2 separate regions of the Mus musculus genome follow, and region 1 is linked to region 2. A link is a contact called in public HiChIP or PLAC-seq data. All regions are on one chromosome and are shown on one strand. The core of a region is the stretch at or near the end of the contact, and the rest is flanking DNA. Distances in the headings are between cores, read along the strand shown.

What was found. HiChIP or PLAC-seq counts read pairs in DNA pulled down with a chosen protein or histone mark.
Region 1: a contact with region 2 is called in an HNF4G HiChIP or PLAC-seq map of pancreatic cancer cells. The contact joins the promoter of Stk17b here to the promoter of Pgap1 in region 2. A contact is called at or near these places in 4 of 39 promoter capture datasets (cranial neural crest, maxillary cranial neural crest, pre-B cells and 1 more), 1 of 484 Hi-C or Micro-C datasets (uterus), 1 of 115 datasets of contacts at active chromatin or transcription factors (pancreatic cancer cells) and 1 of 9 other capture datasets (adipose tissue).

The regions. Positions count from the first base shown.
Region 1 is chr1:53,783,814-53,786,513 of GRCm38.p6, reverse strand. It overlaps Stk17b (serine/threonine kinase 17b (apoptosis-inducing)), which reads left to right and starts at 1,299. Exons shown (of 8, transcript NM_133810.3): 1 at 1,299-1,440.
Region 2 is chr1:54,556,434-54,559,133 of GRCm38.p6, reverse strand. It overlaps Pgap1 (post-GPI attachment to proteins 1), which reads left to right and starts at 1,450. Exons shown (of 27, transcript NM_001163314.2): 1 at 1,450-1,700. The coding sequence starts at 1,554.

The DNA of each region.
Region 1 (2,700 bases), core at 50-2,549, 770 kb after region 2:
GTATGGGAACAATCTCATTGGTTTGTGGACACCTTAACATTTATGCTTCCCTGGCTAAAAAGATGCAACATTATCCATTTGACAACACTTAAAGAATCAATACATTATACTGAGGCCTGTCTAAATAACAACACAGACCTCATGAAATGGTTTTGATAACTTTAAATGCATGTGTCCTGGGACATACACTGCTTGGAAGGGCAAGCAGATGGCTTGAAGAAATCTTGGTTAAATGTGACAGGGGAAGAACATAAAATGGTTGCTAAGATGTTCTAAAAGCAAGAGAGTTCCACTCACAGAATTTTTCCCAATAGTTTTTTATACCTACTAAAAAAGTACCCTTCAGCAGTTCTAGATTCTATGTGTAGATGCTACATATAAACGTATAAGTAACCTAGGATCTTATATGTATGTAAACCTACTGTATCTAGCACGAAACTTTCAGTTTTTAAACAGTCTTCAATAGTTAACAGATCTGGGGGCCTGGGGGTGGAACTTAGAAGTGGAACCCTTGCTAAGCATGTGAAAGGCCCTGTGTTCTAACACTGCTAAGAAAGAAAGAGAGAGAGAGAGAGAGAGAGAGAGAGAGGGAGGGAGGGAGGGAGGGAGGGAGGGAGGGAGGAAGAAAGAAAGAAAGAAAGAAAGAAAGAAAGAAAGAAAGAAAGAAAGAAAGAAAGAAAGAAAGAAAGAAAGAAAGAAAGAAAGAAAGTAGCAATGGGCATTGAGCAGGTACAAGTTTTCCTCATTTCCCCTACCACAGTAAACCAGCAATTAGTTCATCTTCAGATTCTCCTACAGTGTCTTGAGCTAGTTAGTGTCTTAAGACATCCAGCTGTAGAGACTAGGATCCTGGAGTCCTATTTATGGCTTCAAGAACCCATAGCAAGCTGGAATCTCTATTTGTAGGGTAGGTTCAGGAGGTAAGGAAGAGGACAAGGAAGATTTGAAACACAGAACTTTAATCATCACAAGTCAAAGAGCCCGGACATCGGCTTCTTTCATCTCTTGTGTCCCGATACTTACACATCCCGGAACTACTCTGAAGGTGGAAAAAGTGGGAAAAGAGGCGCGGACCCCCCCCCCCCCCCAACCCGGCCTGCACACTGTCCAGTTCTAGGCTACATCCAGCAACCAAGTCTTCAGGCGCTCGGCGCTCCGCCCACTCCCCGCCCCCCTCCTGAGGCCCGGCCTCACAGCACGCGCTGCCGGCCGCCGCCCCGCCCCGCCCCCACGTGACAACCCCACCCTCCGTAATCGCTCCGATTGGCTCTTGGGCAGCAGAGGGCGGAGTCTGTGTCGAAGTACAGTGTCCCAGACGCGGCTGCACTTTTCAAACCTCAACTGTAAGAAGCGTCGGTCAGCGTCTGTGCGGTCGCCGCCGGGAGTCGCCTCACAGGGGCCTGGCTGACGGCGACCAGCCGTTGTGGGGAAGAGTGCGAGGTGAGCCCGTGTAGCCGTGGCCCGGTCGGAGGGAGGGCAGAACCCGCGACGGCGCGGAGCTGCGGCGGAGCGGTCGGTGTGGGGGCGCGGGGACCCTGCGGCGAGCCCGAAGGCCAGAGCCGGCGTCCCTGAGCGCGGCCATGCCCGATAGCCTCCGCGGCGTCTCGACGTGGTCCTCCGGGTGGCTCCGGGGCTCGCGTGCTGTGGGCGCGGGACGCCTTCACGTCGGGGCGGGTGGACGCGTCCGGCCAGCAGCCTGGGAGAAACTTTGCGGTCATCGCGTGGGCCGCTGTCAGTCCCGGCGTGGGGAGCCACAGCTGTTTCCGTGACTTTTTGGCTTTAAAGCAGTGGGAATTCTTCTGTACTTGTGACCCATCCTCAGACTAGACAGCCACATCATGGCCACGGTCTGGATCTTTATCCCGACTCGGCCTTACCGTGGGAAAAGCGCTTAATTTGGCTTCACTCTCGGGATATAGATGAGTGGAGACAAAGTTGAAAGAAACTTCACGGCCGGCCGGCTGGTGGCTAGTGGCCGTGGCTGTGCTGGGACTAGAGAAGCGCTGGCTTCAGCTTGCAAGTTGGAATTAAGAAATACTTCTGAAAGCCTAGGAATTTCAACCATAATCATTAGCTTGCAGTGTGACATTCACTGAGGGTTTGGCTGACGTCATGTTTACATACATGGTACCGATAACACCGAACCTCGCCGGCAGGTTTGATACCGTGTGGACTTTTTAAGTGTTCAAGACTGGGAGAGAGGCTGTGCCTTGAGCAGCAAGGTCTGCAGAGGTAACGAGGCAAGTGGAGGCATATGTAACATGGAATTTAGAACTCCAGGAGCACAGTTTTATTATGGAGAGATATAAACTCCTTTCTCATTGGTACAGTCTTCACAGTGAGATGCCCAGAAATGGTTTTCAACAACTTCATAAAAATTGAATCACAGTGCCTTAAAATTGTGTATATTAAAAAACACTAGTCCATGGAAATCGTGACCAAATTTTAGACCTGTCTTTTCACCTAATCTTTTTGATATTAATTTAATTTTTTGGTAGTTTTAATATTTCAAGTAATTGGTTTTTTTGAGATACACATACATTTTAGATAATTTTCTGGAATGAAGGTTTACTATTAAAGTAAATTTACTTACATGACAGTATGCTTAAGTTAGAGAAGTAATATTTCTGTGATTTCAAAATTTTTTGTATGTGGATAGATTGGTAATAGTTTTTCTTGGATTTTTTTTTTTTTTTTTTT
Region 2 (2,700 bases), core at 201-2,700:
CTTAAATGCTTATTAGCTAACTATTGCCCTGCTACTCAGTATTACCCAGACTTTCCTGGCCCTTCCAAATCTACCTCCATACCTCAAAGCAGCTCACCAGTCCATTTTCCCAGTCCTCTCTTTACAAATAGTCCGTATCTTGTAGCTAGGTGTATTTGCTTAGATATCCAAGTGTTTCTGTCTAGGGTTAAAAAAATTGTTACCCTTTTACCTTTGGATTGTAGCTTCTTGATGTGAATAGCAGGGTTTTGTATAAGATAAACAATTAGCTTCCTTTTCGGTCTTGAAATTCTTTGATTTCATGCATCCTATCCAGCTTTCCTCAAAATATTTGCTAGAAAATTAATCTAATAAAATAAAATTGAGTCAGTGCCAAAGATCATTCTAAGTAAAATTCTGAAGTTAGCAGCACGCACGCACGTGCACACACACACGCACACACACACACACACACACACACACACACAAAACTCATCTGCTGTCTGGTTAGCTTTAAGGGCTGACACCTCATAACATTTCAGCGTTTCGAAGCTGTTACAAGTATTATCAATGGGTTTAATTTGCTTTTTTAAAACCCCTTCCTTTGTGTAAAGACAAATGGAAATTCTTCAAAATGAACTAAGTTATGAGAAAGAGTGGAAGCTTGAGCAAAATTCTCTTCTAACGTCATTGTGGAACCAGTCCCCAGAGACATGGGGGACTTGGAGAGCACCTCAAGTCAGTGCCGACCTGGTCCTGCAGGTACCAACTGGGAACATCATGTTGGTAGGTATTTTTATATTGTTTTTTTTTTTTTTAGACTTCGTCTGATTAAGGCTTCCACCAAGAACAGGATTTCCTTTGACTGTCGTGTGTTTTGTTTCAATGAGCAGGTGTTGTTACTACCTACAGGGCCCAAGTCGGTGGTCTAAGAGGAAGGGGGAAAGCCATTTGTCTCTTCTGGAATCAAGCTAGTTGGTCCTTGAAGCGAAATTGCGGAGGCCCGAGATGGTTCAAAATTGAACAGGATGGGGTTTGAAACTGTTGCAGGGGAAGGTGTGCGTGACAGCCACCTGACACGCCTTTGATGTGCCGCCTCTCTTGGCCAGTTAGCTCTGAATCTCTAACAGTCTCTGGACTCTAGGGCGTTATCCTTGCCCCTGGCCAATTCCTGCGGTACCCACCCGGCCATTCCCTCTCCTGCCTCTGGGATCCCGCGCTCCCATCCCCCTCTCCCTTTCTTCCTCCACTCCCCGTCCCCCCGCCCCTCTCGCCCCCTCCCTTTTCTCTCCATGCCCTCCAGCCCAGCCCACTCCGCTTTCTCATTCCATTTTTTAGGCACACAATCTCGCTCACGCTGCAAACGCCCACAGCCCCCTCCTCCGTGGGCGGCACCGCGGGCCGGCTGCTCGCAGTTGCGCAGGCGCGCTGAGCGGCAGGCGAAGGGGAGGGGGTGCTGGCGGGCTCCGCGCAGGCGCGCGCTGCTCAGCTGGGCACGGCTTGGCACCGGAGTCTTTCCCTCGCTCTGTCTAGGCTGCCGAGCTTCTCCTGGTGTAGAGGCGCTCGTCTGCACCATGTTTCTCCACTCAGTCAACCTCTGGAATCTGGCGTTCTATGTCTTCATGGTGTTTCTGGCGACCCTGGGGCTGTGGGATGTCTTCTTCGGCTTCGAGGAAAACAAGTGCAGCATGAGCTACATGTTCGAGTACCCCGAGTACCAGGTACGGCCCTCCCTTACCTGCGCGCCCACACCTCCCGGGCTTCTCTCGGGCTCAGATGGAACGCTCCGACTCGGAGCTCTCCTGGCACTCGAAGTCTCCTGCTTCGTGCTGGGCAGGGCATCCTCGCCTCCGCGACCCCTCGTCCCCCACCCAGACTCCGGACCCCGACTTCTGACCGCCAGAGAGCCAGCTCTGGTCCCTCTCCCCAATCCTTATACTTCCCGGACCCTCCTTTGCTTGCAAGGAGATGATTTCTCTTCGCGCCCAGTGATGGGCGTGCGTCAGATTTCGCTTTTCTGGAAAGAAGCAGCGTCTTGCAGAGTTGCCAAAGCTGATTTAAAAAAGAGGCTCTGAGGTTTTACCTCTGGGTGAAGTGACAGACTGGCCTGATTAATAATTAAACTGAAAACTATCTAGTTTTCCTCCGGTGGAGAATTTTGCCGATCCACCTGTTCTGTAGGTTTTGAGTCCGTGGGTGTGTGAGTGTGCGTACCTGTGTTTTCGCATGCCTCTGAACAGTCAGTGACCTGCATAATCGATTACGATATCTGTTATAATCGGTTGCATGTACATTCTGGTGTTATTTTGTCTTCTCACTGGGTTTAACAGGATCTGCCTCCTCTTTCATCGCCCCCCCCCACCTCCTCTGTTCTAATTTGAATGCTTTCATTAATTGCTTCATTTGTTCCGCGTAGTAGAATCTAAAATTTCATTCATGACCAGCAGTAGAAAGAGATGATAACAAATTACACAGCTGTCAGGAGAAATTCCCTTTGGTGATATTTTTCTTGAGATTTCTAAATGAATCTAAATTTTGGAATATCTATTATAATAACTCCTATAAAATATGCATAATACATTTTGATAAGGTGCATTCTTAGTATACTTTTAGGATCATAGCAGATTTTTTTTTCTGTCGATAAAGAATGAAAATCAGGATTGAGTCTGTGTACAGGTCCTTATAGAGGGAGCCTGTTTGATGCTCTCTTATTTACATTTA